Linked DNA regions of Mus musculus: region 1 is linked to region 2. The links are chromatin contacts, called in public Hi-C maps. All regions are on one chromosome and are shown on one strand. The core of a region is the stretch at or near the end of the contact, and the rest is flanking DNA. Distances in the headings are between cores, read along the strand shown.

The links. Hi-C and Micro-C count contacts between places; a contact is called where the count stands out from the background.
Region 1: a Hi-C map of uterus shows a contact between it and region 2, with 2.4 times the contacts expected there. The contact joins the enhancer-like site here to the promoter of Nppc in region 2. A contact is called at or near these places in 7 of 39 promoter capture datasets (the HPC-7 cell line, HPC-7-derived erythroid cells, cranial neural crest and 4 more), 1 of 15 datasets of contacts at CTCF or cohesin (large pre-B cells), 9 of 484 Hi-C or Micro-C datasets (Sertoli cells, bone marrow-derived macrophages, brain and 4 more), 4 of 115 datasets of contacts at active chromatin or transcription factors (embryonic forebrain, embryonic stem cells, neural tube and 1 more) and 2 of 9 other capture datasets (embryonic stem cells and pancreatic islet).

Annotation. Positions count from the first base shown.
Region 1 is chr1:86,832,262-86,838,702 of GRCm38.p6, forward strand. The region is part of intron 6 of Dis3l2 (DIS3 like 3'-5' exoribonuclease 2); the gene reads left to right. Among named protein-coding and RNA genes, the nearest start is that of Gm41909, 93 kb to the right of the region's middle. Within about 2 kb of position 2,285, at least 21 of the 459 cell types and tissues checked have an H3K27ac peak or open chromatin away from gene starts, as enhancers often do. A contact at or near this core is called in neural tube, pancreatic islet and uterus, where this site is marked.
Region 2 is chr1:86,667,074-86,673,231 of GRCm38.p6, forward strand. It overlaps Nppc (natriuretic peptide type C), which reads right to left and starts at 3,500. Exons shown (of 3, transcript NM_010933.5): 1 at 3,276-3,500; 2 at 2,571-2,881. The coding sequence starts at 3,365. The coding sequence ends at 2,591.

The DNA.
Region 1 (6,441 bases), core at 1,035-3,534, 160 kb after region 2:
CAAGTTAAAAATGGATAAGAGGAGAAGAGAGCCCATAGATGATAACATATTCCCTGGGCTTTGAAGGATAAATATGATCTGCTGAATGGAAGAAGGTGAAGAATATTCTGAGTATGAGCAGGGTCATAGAGGTAGATGAGTAGTAACTTCAGTGGGACCAGTACAGGATGCATAGTGGAAAGTCTGGAGAGAAGGCTAGAAAAGAGAGTGTACTGAGGTTTGCAGTTATCGATGGCTGCTAAGAAAGCTCAGTTGGAAAGAGTCACCTAAAGCTGCTATGGAAAGGGGATTGATTGTTAGAAAGGGGGAAGGAGTGAGGACAGTACTCATTCAGACCAGCCGTGCAACAGGACCGGACTGCTGACTGAGTGCAGAATAGATGGTGAGACACTCAGAACTAGGATTAGCAGTAGCAGCTCCGATGTGAGACAGGCAGAGGGGAGTCAAGCCTAACAACTATTGTGTGCTCATAGTCTTAAGTGAGAAGAAAGTTAAGGATAAGAAAGGACTGTGAACTTGAGCTCTCTGTTGAACTTGAGTCTCCTAGAGGATACTGATACCCAGAAAGTGGTTCCACAGGAGGGACGATGAGATTCTTCATCTGTGTACTGTTAATAAAGCTGTGGGAAATCCGCAAGTTTGGTCAAGTAGATGGACTGCACTTGGATTTACCTGGAGGAATCATTGCTCTGTTAAAGCAAAACAAACTGCTAGATGCAGAAAGCTCAGGGGCAAGGTGAATACAGTGACAGAGAGCTTTGTACAAGACCTAGGAGAAACGTTTGTAGAAGTGGTGATGAACTTTCTGGAGAAATGAGGGAGTGACTGACTTTCCTTTAGTGAATGTCAAGTAGTTAAAGATTATTTTCATTGAAGAAGACTAATTCTCTTAGTTTTTAAAACCAGCCATTATTCAAGGAAGGTTGCTCTTTTGTATTCAACTCTTATTTTATAACAAGGTAATGAAAAAGTTCATTTCAGGATTGATTGAACAGGTCCAGAAATGTGTGAATCAGCTGTGAAGAGCATTTCTGCTTGCCTCTTCCTGTGCTCCAGAGGCTGCTTGTCTGTGAAGTCAGAGTTGTAGCCTCAGGGAAGACCCTGTCAAGTAATTCCTTCCTTTTCCTCTCTTAGCCAGCCTGTGCCACGTTTATTCACTTGAGCGATGAAACCTGTTTTGTAACTTGTTTTTTTAACCTCCCTTCCTTGAAGCTCTTTTAATTTAAAAAAAAAAATATATATAGTAGGTTTCTTATTAGCATGTACTCATTGTGAAAGCTTAGTTAAGACTGCTCATTCATTGCCACTGCACTGAGCTTTATGTGTCTACAGGTCCATCTTGTTGGCATCCAGTTCCCCTTGGATCACTCTAAATAATTCCCATTCTCCTTTGAGAACCTATGGAGATGACTTTCAAGTCATGTAGAAACATGCCAATGGGAATCTGCCTGATTAATGGACTTGGTGTAATGATGTTTATGCTTGTGGAGATTTTCAAAATGCTAGTGAGGATTCCAGCTTGTTCTGTTAGATTAAAAACTAGGCTCTGTATTTTTGGCTGTGAAAGACCCATCAGTAAGGGCAGATTGTATTCAGTTGAACACTGTTTATGGCTTTCAGATAACACCTAAACAATAATAGTCCATAATGCTAATGTCTGAACATATCGCCCCTCTCCTACCTCAAGTACCCACTCTCCAGTCCCCTGAAGGAAAGCACAGCCTCATAGTGAAGTTTGTCCTATACTTCAGCTAGTGGCTCCAATGTGGCCAACCCCGCCAACCCCTAGATCTGACTGTAACTTTTCTTGGGCCTTTTAGCTATTCCACCCTGCAGACTGCAACTCACCTTGCCCTATTTATTGGATTTGTAGTTTCTGGTACGAGTGCTATTCAACCCTGCTGTGCAGTACGGTCAGGATCCAAGTCTGTCTGGCTAGCTGTTGACTTCTCTAGCAGCAAAATGGTTTCTAACAAAATGTGTCAACACAGTGCAGGATAAGAACTGAAGAAGCATATTTGCCATTTTCCCTATTTATAAAAATCCTTTGTAATAAACACTTTGACCACTTCATGGGTTCTCCCATAAATCAAGTGAGGTGTTGGGAGGAAAAACTCCTTTAAAAGGATGAAGCATTGCCTTCCATTGTGGGATTTTCCAGACTGCTTTTTAAGCCTAATGTCTCTTGAGCTAAGGAGTATCACATGACTCTCTTGCAGAGGTTCTCAGACTGCACACAGCATTATCAGTGAGCTTTCTTGGTCTCTGGTGGCCCTTCCCCATCAGGGCCTCCTGTCTACTGCGTTGCCTACCTGTGTGCCTGAGCCTGCTGCCCAGGCCCCAGAGCCTCCAAACACACCCTGTTCATTTTTTCCCCCCTTTCTGTGATTCCTCTCCTGCTGTGAAGCTAACCAATCCTAGCTTCTCCTGTGAAGACTGCTCCTTTCCTCACAATCCCAGCTATCACTTTAGAAGTGTATTTGTTTTCCATTACCATGCAATAAATCACCACAGGCTTGGAGGCTTAACACAATGCATCTGTTATCTTAGTTCTAGGAGTTAGGAGTCAGAACTTGGCTTTGCTTCTGAGCTCTTCACAGGGCTAAGGTCAAGCTGTTGGGTTATTTGAAGGCTGGACTGTAAGAAAAATCTGCTTTAAGTGTCCATGGAATTGACTAGAGTCAGTTCCTAGCAGGCTTGGAGCCGAGAACTTCAGCTTTTGCTGTTTGTATGCTGGAGGCTGCATTTGGCTGCTTCCTATACAGGTCCTTCTTGTTTGTATGGCTTCATACGACTGAGTAAGAGAGTCAGATAGCAAGATGGAAGGTACAGTATGTAACTCAATCATGGAAGTGGCATTATCTTTGCTTTATTCTGTTGCTTAGAAACAAATCATAAGCCCTGCCTATGCTTGAGGGGGTTGGAATTACATAAGGACCTAAAACAAGAAGGTGGACTGATTTGGGCTATTGTTAGCCTGGTTACCACAGAAATTTCTTTTTTAAGCCCTCACTTATTTCTTACAATAAACGTAAGGTCATCCCTTTTGTGGCTCTTCTCTATAGCTACCTACCTACCTTTTACTAGTATTTTTATGGTTGGCTTGGGCTTTTTATTTTCTCCATGTGACTGCTTTTGCACATCTTTAATTCAGTTGCAGCTCCTAGAACAGTTTTATTTTGTATATTGTTCTGCAAAAGATGCCTTCCTTCTATTGTGTAAAACTGAAGGAGCAAACCAGTTCCTCTCCTGTGTAATACTTGAGTCTCCTTTTCTTGCTCAGCAGCTACACAGCATTCATTTTATAAATCTAGAAATTTGAGAATTGGTAGCAACTCAGTGACTTATCCATATGTCTATCAGCTAGCTGGTATGGTTGCTCACATTGTGCTGATTTGCATTCAACACTAGAGCCTGTTATCTTATTAAGGAAAAGCAGTTGTCTGTCAAAGACATAAACAATACCAGCTTAAAACATTAGCTGTTTTTGAGTGGTTCATTGTTCTTTTTCCTGGAAGCTTGATGGATCTTAGAAATGATATAATCTATAAAAATGAATTCATTTCTGTTTAAACTAGCTGGCTCCTGTTCCCTCTTAATAATCACTTTGTGGTCCCACTATTTCTAGGTCATAACAAATGCATTAAAAAGAGGGCTGGCCTTTGGGGAAGCAGCATTTAATTTCTTTCTCTTCAACCAGCAGTGATCTAGCCTTCATTATGCCTATTTAAGATGTTCTATAGGGTGAATATTCAATATACTTTAAAAGACTTGTAACAGACATGGTATCATTTGGTATCTGTGGGCCTGCAAACTTCAAATGTGGTATAATTCATCTGGTTTAGCTTCCCATGCTTGGGGGACAATCCTTGTGTACCTCTCTAAGATAGCTTCTAACCTTTTTCATTACTTGTCTTATTAGTGTACTAACTAGTCTTAAAAGGCACATAAAGAAATGATAGTCTAGTTTTAGTGAACACATTTGTGGTACTGAAATGTTGACATCACAGTAGAATGAGATGACTGGTCCCTTTAAGAAAATCTGATGTAAAAGCCAATTTACACTTGGAGGAATCTTCCATCTGTTGAAAAAGATGCAGAATGGGTGAATTAGAGACAGACAGAGGTGAAAGCACACGAGTGTGTATGTCTTCATTTTAGGTCTTTGGGGAGCCATGAGGCTAAAAGCCAATTAAAGCTTTAGTAGAGAGGAATTTAAAAGTCATTTCTCTTGGGCAAAGGAAAGATTTAGAGCAGAGAGTGCTCAGAGAAAAGCAGGAAGGTGTTGAATTAATGCAGCCAACTCCTTGGAATTGGAATCACTGCAAAGCCCCCATCTAAGATGACCCTGTGAAGGATTCAGGTTGGGGCCCTAAAGAGACTCTAGGACTTAGGAACTTGAGTATATGTGTGCTAGTCAGCCTAAAGAGGAAAATGGCTGCATCCTGTCATGTTGGGTCCTCCCTTCTCTAACTTCTTACCCGGTTTTCAAATTAATACAGTTCAGAGGAATTGATATTCTTGGGAGTTTTTAAATCTCTTACTGATTGGGTATTAACTGCCTTTTCATTCACTTATTTATCTCAATATATTAAGGCTTTCTCTTACCAGTCTCTGCCCATGTATTTTCATCAGGTGGCCTATTGCTACCTAATTTATATTCCAGTTGATTTTCCTAATCTCTATCATAGAATGCAGACTGTATATCCATCTTGCAAAGAGAATATCACCATATGTTTGTTCTATTGTGACCTTGAACTCAGAGTCCAAAATGAAGTTGACTCTCCCAGTGTCTAGAACCAAGATAGATCACTTAGATGGCATGGTTTCCTTCCCCACTCTATGTCCATAGATGGCATGTCCTTTCTGAAGGTAGTGTGGCATCATAGGGAGAGGATGAGGCCTTGGCATTAATGAGAGTCAAGCTTGAATCCTGACCTATCGCTGTGCCTTCCTAACTGACATCCATTGAAAAGCCTGATATTTTGTATTTTTGAGCCTTGTTTTTCCAAACTTTAGAATTGTAGTAGAATTCCCTGCCTACTTCACTTGGACTGCTAGGGAATATTAAATCTAGTGCTGTATGCGAATCATCTAATACAATGCCAAGTGTGTGATATCAGCTCCATGATGAGTTACTAGTTACAGGGTTGAGTGTGATTAGCACCAAGCTTTTCATGTACAGGCCTATGTTTTGGGACACAGTCTCATAGAAGTTTCTTCAAGAGTGTGGAATAATGAGCATATATTGGGTGTCCCTCCCACTTTTTACAGATGTGGTTGGCTTTCATATTTCAGAAGAGCCAAAGCCCATGTGTAATCTCATCCACAGTGTTTCAGTGCAGCACTGTTGGCATCTCAGGCTTTCTGCCTGAGGTTAATCTTTTCTCTTGGGCTCTGATCTTATTCCTTCCTTCCCAGGGACCCCTCCTTTTTCTAATTGAGCTCACTTCTACCACACCTTCTTGACTTGTTTCTTCCCATCATCAGCTAACTATTCAAAGCCCCTCTTATCTTAAAAAAATAAAATGTTCAAAACCATGTGGCAATTTCTCTCCCTATATAGCCACCACCCTATATTATTCTACTCCTTCACAGCTAGACTTCCTGAGCCTCAGTCCACACCCTCATCCCCACAGTCCACATCACACTCAATTTCCCAGGCACAGCATCCTGGTTTTTCTTTGTTATTCATTATGATTGGTCTCACCAGAGTTACCTGTGTGTGACCTTGTTACTATAGCCACATTGCTGAATATGCTTTCCCCATTCAAATGCTTTCAGGCTTTGGCTTCTATGACCAGACATCAGCCGCTGCTGCTGCCTCCTCCTCCTCCTCCTTCTTTCTTTTCTTCTTCCTCTACCTCTCTGACCACACCTCAGTTTTCTTTGGAAACTTTTCTTCTGTTCCTTTGCTTGAAAATTGATGTTCTCGTCTCTCCTAATCTGAACAGTCTCTGAGGGAGAGCCATTGTGTTCATTCGTCTGTTCTCTATATACAAGTGACTTACATGGACTAGTTCTAGCCCAAATCTTCCTCTTGAGCAACATATCTAATAGCAGAGCCTCAAGCTCACTAACCCCCCTGAGCTTATGTCCTTTCACGCTTACCTGTGCCAGCCCATTGTTCCTCATTCTTCAGTGAGCATTAGAATCACATGAAAGGCTTGTTTCTGGGCCTTGTCCCCAGAGCTTTTGGGTCAGTAGGTATTAGGAGGAGCTGGGGTTATGATTTGCATGGGTCCCCAGGTGATGTTAATGCGGAAATGTTCTCAAAGTATAGTCTGGAAAATATACTTTGAGAACTCCTGTTATAAGAAAATAAGGTACAATTTTCTGCTGCCTGTTGTACATTATATACCCCTGCAGTTCCAGATCCCCACAGGCCTCTAAATCTTTTCAAGTTTTGTCTTCTAATTGCCCCTGTCCAGGACCCACCCT
Region 2 (6,158 bases), core at 2,250-4,749:
CTACAACACAACCCCCCAGGGCAGTCAGTTTCATCTGGTTTCATGTCTGCTTGGCTACATAGGGACAGAGAAGAGAATAACTCAGGGGGAAGTGTGTCCTATTCTGGACTCAAATCGTCGATCTGATTTGACTTCCTGGATGGCCCCAAGTAGCTTTGAGCTCACCTATAAAATGGATAATAGCCACCTCCCAGAGCCAGCACTGGGATTTAACAAAAGGCCACATATTAAGCATCTGCCCTGTCTGGGTCACAACTTCTAAGCAGCAAAGAACACTTCCTCTCCTAGCTACCTTTGTCTTAGAAATTGGTGGCTTCAATGTCCCCTTCTGCAGCAGCTGGCAGTGTCTGCCACCAGCCTGGGGCAAATGTACAGCTTTGCTGCGTTGGAGGGTTTGAAGGATGAGAGTAAGCTGATGACCGCTGTACTCAGTCCCTACTAGTGGTGGCTGCATGAGTTCTCCATGTTCAAAAAACTGGCAGACATGCAGGGCCCTCCTAAAGGACTGCACTCACGAGGGGCCTGGCTCTGATGGTCTGGGCAATTCTCCCTAACTCGATTCTCTGGCTGTTTCACAGGTGGTGTTCCTAGGGCCAGAGGCAAAATGTCCATTGAGGTCTTGGCCACACCCGAGTCTCTGCCAGTTGTATAATCAAAACCTATAACCATCAGCGGCAGTCATTATGACGATGCCTAGAGCCAAAGTCAACCTCTGCGTGGAGAAAGGGGCAGAGCCTCGGGAGTTTTCATCAGCATGAAGGATGAGCCTTGCACTCTTCCATAAGACCAAATGGGTGCTCTCCGCTGGCCAGCTCCACTGGGAGACTTCAGGTTGGAAGGACGATCTATCCTCTCACTGGGGCTGGCATAGAGGAGGCTGAGGCTTTGCCTTTATGCCAAGAGAACTTCCAGGAGGCTGATGATCTCCACTGGTCAAAGTGGAGGGGTAGGGTGTAGAAGCCTTAATTGTCTTGATTTTTCCTCAACATTCTCACTACCCTGTGCCCACAGATGCCTAAAGCACCTTCAGAGAAGCACATTCCAGGCATTTAACCGGAGGTTAAGTAACGTTGGTTTAGACTCTAAAGTCCTTTCTTGGCACATACATCGCAAACTGAAAATTCAAGTCCTCAGACTCCATCTCTTAGGTATTCATATGGAACATAGCAAAAGACCCGCCCATAAGTACTAGAATCACCGCTCTCCCTGAGTAGAGCAGAGACCTAACACCTCTGTGGAACTGGGGTGAAGCACGCAGCCTGTTCAAGACTCAGTGCAGAGAGGAGAGGGCCATCCGAGATCTAGAGCCAGGGCACTTGGCAGAGCTCCTGAACTGGGGGTATGTGTTTCTCTCGTCAGTGGCCAATATTTCCAAGATCCCTTCTGGGTATGATGTGGGCTCCTGAAGGTCTGTCACTTAAGTTACTCATGAATTAATATGGGGACACAAGTACACAGAGCACTGCACTTCTGCAAAGGTCTCTCATGCCTTTAAAAAAAAAAAGGCTCCTGTCATGTGATGGGGGAGGTGTTCCTACTCCTTACTGGGAAAAGAATGGCCACTGGTCAATCTTCCTGGGTTGGGGAGAGCAGCCTCCTCACCACTGGGGTGGGCTAGAGCAAGAGGCAAAGCCAAGGAACAGCAGAAGCCTGACTGTCAAGCACTTATCTAAGTAAAGTGTGTCTCATCACATCATCAGGGATAGAGAGCAGAAGGAAGTCAGGAAGGACCCAGCAGCTTATGAGGATGCTGGGAAGATGGAGGCTTCCCGTCTCCATGGAGGGGAAGGAGGCCAGAAATAGTTCAGAGCACCACAAGGCTGGTAAAGAACTCACTGTGGACACACTGAGTTTGAGGTTAGGTCACGAAATAAGCTTTAGCTTGTTCCTTTGCCTCTCTCTTGAAACAGGGTCACCAGCCTAAGGTTCATCTCGGAAGCCCCAGGGCAGCAGCATCAGGACCCTGGATAGACCAGTTTGCCCACAGTTGAGTTGAGAGCAGGGCTAAGATTCAGAATGCCCCAGGCAGAAGAGTGCCCTGCTGCTGCCACAGAGGTTCTCTCTACTAGGAGGGGGCAGGCATATCTGCATGCCTGCCTCACCTGAGGGACAACAGCCCCAGAAAGGCATCCTAGCACTTGACTGCTTGGCTGCTGGCACAGGGCTGGTGGTACATCTTTCTCTCCCTCTTTCCAGGATCTCTCTAACAAGTTTCCAGTTGGCTAGCTGGCCAGTGGTCAGTGGTGGGTTTGGAGGCTGGGACTGCATAAGCCTGTCTCTATTTTTCTAGAGGAAGCCAGATGGAGTACTCTAAGGCTGAACCTGGTCTCTGACCTGGCCCGTGTTCACTTTTTTGTTGTTGTTGTTTTTTAAATCTGTAAAATGGGATATGTGAGGTGGCAGGCAAATGTCTGGGTACACTTGATCCCATGCCTAAATTGGTTGGGGGAAGGTCACAGAACATAGGGATCAGGGAGGAAACCAAACAGTCTGCGAAGGACAGTGATAAGAGCTTGGCTCTCTTGGGTGCAGAGCTAGGCGAGCGGGGAGCGTCCGATGGTGTTACTTACCGCCGCCAGGGGTAGCTGCACTAACATCCCAGACCGCTCATGGAGCCGATCCGGTCCAGCTTGAGGCCAAAGCAGCCTTTGGACAAGCCCTTCTTGTTGCCGCCTTTGTATTTGCGCGCGTTGGGGTGCTCGTGCAGAAGGCGGGCCCAAGCAGCCCGGGACTTGGTGTCCACACGCAGGTCCCGGAGCAGTCGCGATCGGTCTCCCTTGAGATTGGCTCCCCCGCTGCCTGGAGTCTTGTCACCCTTTTTCTGATTGCCACCAGCTGCCTGGGAATCCGCCAGCTCCTCCCCTGGCGGGGTTCTCGGGACCTGTCGGAGAAAAGAGTGGACAGGTGAAAGAGTGCACCGATGTAGCATAGATGACTTTTACGGGGCCCAGAGTGGCGTGGCCCTTCTCAGCCATGAGCGTGCCTCCACCGATGCGGGACAGCTGAGTCCAGCATCCACCTGCCACGCAGCCTTCTTGCCTGCTCCTCCGGGGAGCCCATTGCTCTTCCCGTGCCGCAGGTCATGCTGGGCACATTGGGGCACGGGAGGTGTGCATGTGTCGACATTCTCCCGAGGCTGGGAAATGAACCCGAGAAGTCCCCGCTTTGAGGGAGCAAGTCCGAGGGGGTCTGCCTTTCCGGGTTCTCTGCTCCCTCCTGCGCACCACATCTTTCCACGCCCCTCACAAGCCCAGCGTCCCCGCGACAGCACCCACCTTCGGTGGTGTCCCGGGCTTGGCTTCAGAGGGCCGGAGCGAGAGTAGCGCGAGCAGCAGGGCGCAGGCGATCAGCTGGGAGAGGTGCATGGTGCCGATGGGACCGAGGTGTGCAGACGGTCTGCAGCCGGGACTGCCGGTGAGCAGTCGGATAGGCGGATGCGGAGCAGGATTGCCAAGCGAGCACAGGTCCTACTGCTGTGCGGCGCCGGCTGGGTGCGCTCTGAGTCCGTGGCTCCGCTGGAGCCTTTATAATCCAACCTGCCGCTGATGTCATCTTCCCGCCCACCGGGCCTCCAGGGCCAATGGCACAGCGCACGCGGCCGAATCGACGGCCCGGAGGGGGCCGGGAGGGGGCCGGGAGGGGGCCACGGGGGCTCCCTCTTCTGCTCCAACCCACATCCCACCTCCGAAGGAGCCGGCGGCTCGGCTCGCTGCGCTCAAAGCCACAAAGCGGCGCGCAGAAAAGAACTCCATTTGTAGAATGCGCTTCGCCCTAGTACTCAGGCTTCTAGGCGTCCCTGCGCTGTGTATCTGCTGCTCCTGATACGTGTCTGTACTCCTTCTGCAGGTGCAAAGGCTTAGAAGAAATGTCCTTTATGCAAAGTTACACAGGTTGAAAGTTGGTGCGGCCCAAAATCTACACAGATCGCTCTGTTTCCAAACTCTTCACAAATGCTGCCACGCGCTAGCCAGGGTGGAAGGGCTGACCATGTCTACACGCTCAAACATGGGGGCGGCAGAGGATGGGGTTAGTAGATCCCAGTGGGAAGTGGAGGGAGAGCTTGAATGTTGTAGCTGCAAAGGAGACTTGTAAGTCTCGGATACCCACGAGTGAGAGGATGTCATCAACCCACGAGTGTGAGCCAGGAGTTTGTGTGTGTGTGTGTGTGTGTGTGTGTGTGTGTGTGTGTGTGTGTGTGTGTTGGGAGGTTAGGAGGCAGGTAGCTTTCCTTCAGTGATGTACTGGCCCTTCCTGAAGGTGGAGATGTCCACTTTAGTGTCCTGAATACCCTAAGAAACTATGGGCAGTACTGGGTTTTAACCAGCTCCAAGCCTCAATAGGCCATCGCCATTGAGTTTGGGGTTGTAGTTGCCTTCTGGCTATAGGGACCGGGCCACTTATTTCTGCTGCACACAATTCCTCGCCTTGACCTGGAATCTTGGTCCATCGGACTCTAGGGAGCTCTGCAATTTAGAGCCACGAGAGAACTTGTAGTTTCAAGAATGGAGTGATGTGCAAGAGTTTGTGTCCCTTCTCCTGAGCAGGATGCAGGCTTGAGCGAGGGAAATGAATGTTGGCAGGGTCCCTGTGGTCTCATGGAGCAAAGAGCCTGGGAGAGAGGACGAGAAGCAGGAGCCAGTTAGCTTCTTACAGAGAAAGGGAAGTGGGAAGAGAGGGTAGTGGGAAGACTGCTGGGATGGACATGGGTCTAGAGGACCCAATGCTTCTGGAGGATACAGAGGAAGCAAGAGTGTACTGAGTGTGCCGTCTACTTCCTCGTCCTTTCCTAGCATGCAACCCAAAGACTCCAAATGAGGACCACAAGCTCCTTCCAGCCTTTCGTTTGGGAAATGACTCACAGGTGAGGTTTGATTTGAGTCAGCATATTGCCCAAAGAAAGATCTAGACATCAGTTTCAAGTCCTTTGTCAGTTCTGGAAGGTTGGTGGCTCATCTCCATTCAGCTCCTCCCTCCATGGCCTTTCTGTGTTACTACATACGAAACGACAACCGTGTTGTGCTTGAGAGGGAGAGAGAGAGGAGAAAGGAGATGAGGGTGAGGCCTTCAGCTGCTTCATGGAGTGTCTTTCGCCTAAGGGGCAGGAGAGTACCATCCAAGCTTTGAGACCGCAGCAGTGTCTTATAAGGCCCCTTATTAAGGATAAGTTGGGACTGTTCAGTCTTGATAGCTACTTTCTAAAGGACTACAGATGGTTTTCTTTTATCCTGTCTTGGTAATGGGCTGGTAACTAGGTCTTCTTCAGGAGGTTTGAGGCTTTGTAAAACTGATGATACCCATGGTCTTGTGGGGGATGACTACATCTGTACTACAATCGACATCTCTTCAAGGAAAAATTTATCTATCTATCTATCTATCTATCTATCTATTTATTTATTTGTGTGTGTGTGTGTGTGTGCGCGTGCATTCGTGTGTGTGTGTGTGTGTGTGTGTGTGTGGTGCAGGCATGTGTGTACTGTGATGTATTTTGGTGTGTGTGTGGATGTCAGAGGACAGCTTGCAGGAGTCAGTTCTCTTCCATCATGTAAATCCCAGGGAGGAACTTGGGCTTCTTGGTGGCAAGCCCCTTCGCACATTAAGCCATCAAGTTGGTCCTGCAGGGGAATCTTCTGATGACCTACAGCTTCTGATCTCTGAGTGTAGTCATCTATGGTAGGTCCTGGATGAGTTAACCTTGGGCTAGGCTTTCCTGCCGCTTCTGGTGCTGCTACTGAACCGATTCCTTTGTTGGGGCAGGAACCTGTGGGCAGAGAGTCTGGGGGTGGGCTGTAGGGACATTGGGGCAGGGAGGCAATGGACACATATGTGCTCAGAGACTGAAGGTCTGCTGCTCCTCATGGCTTCCTTCCTGGGCCTAGATTTGGGATCTTAGCTCCCTTTCTCTGGGAAGTCTACTTCTCCTGCCTTTGGCTCTGGGAACCCAGTGGAGATGGAGGAGCAGTGGTCCAGCCCACTGAGCAGCTTAAATGAACGGACCAGGCACTGAGCTGACTGTTCAGTGTTAAAGCTTTGCCCGGGGGCTGGAGAGATAGCTCAGCAATTAAGGCCACAAATCGCTCTTGCAGAGAACCTGGGGGAAACCTCACAACCCCTTGACACTCTAGCTCCAGGGGTTCTGATGTCTCCTTCTGACCTCTTCA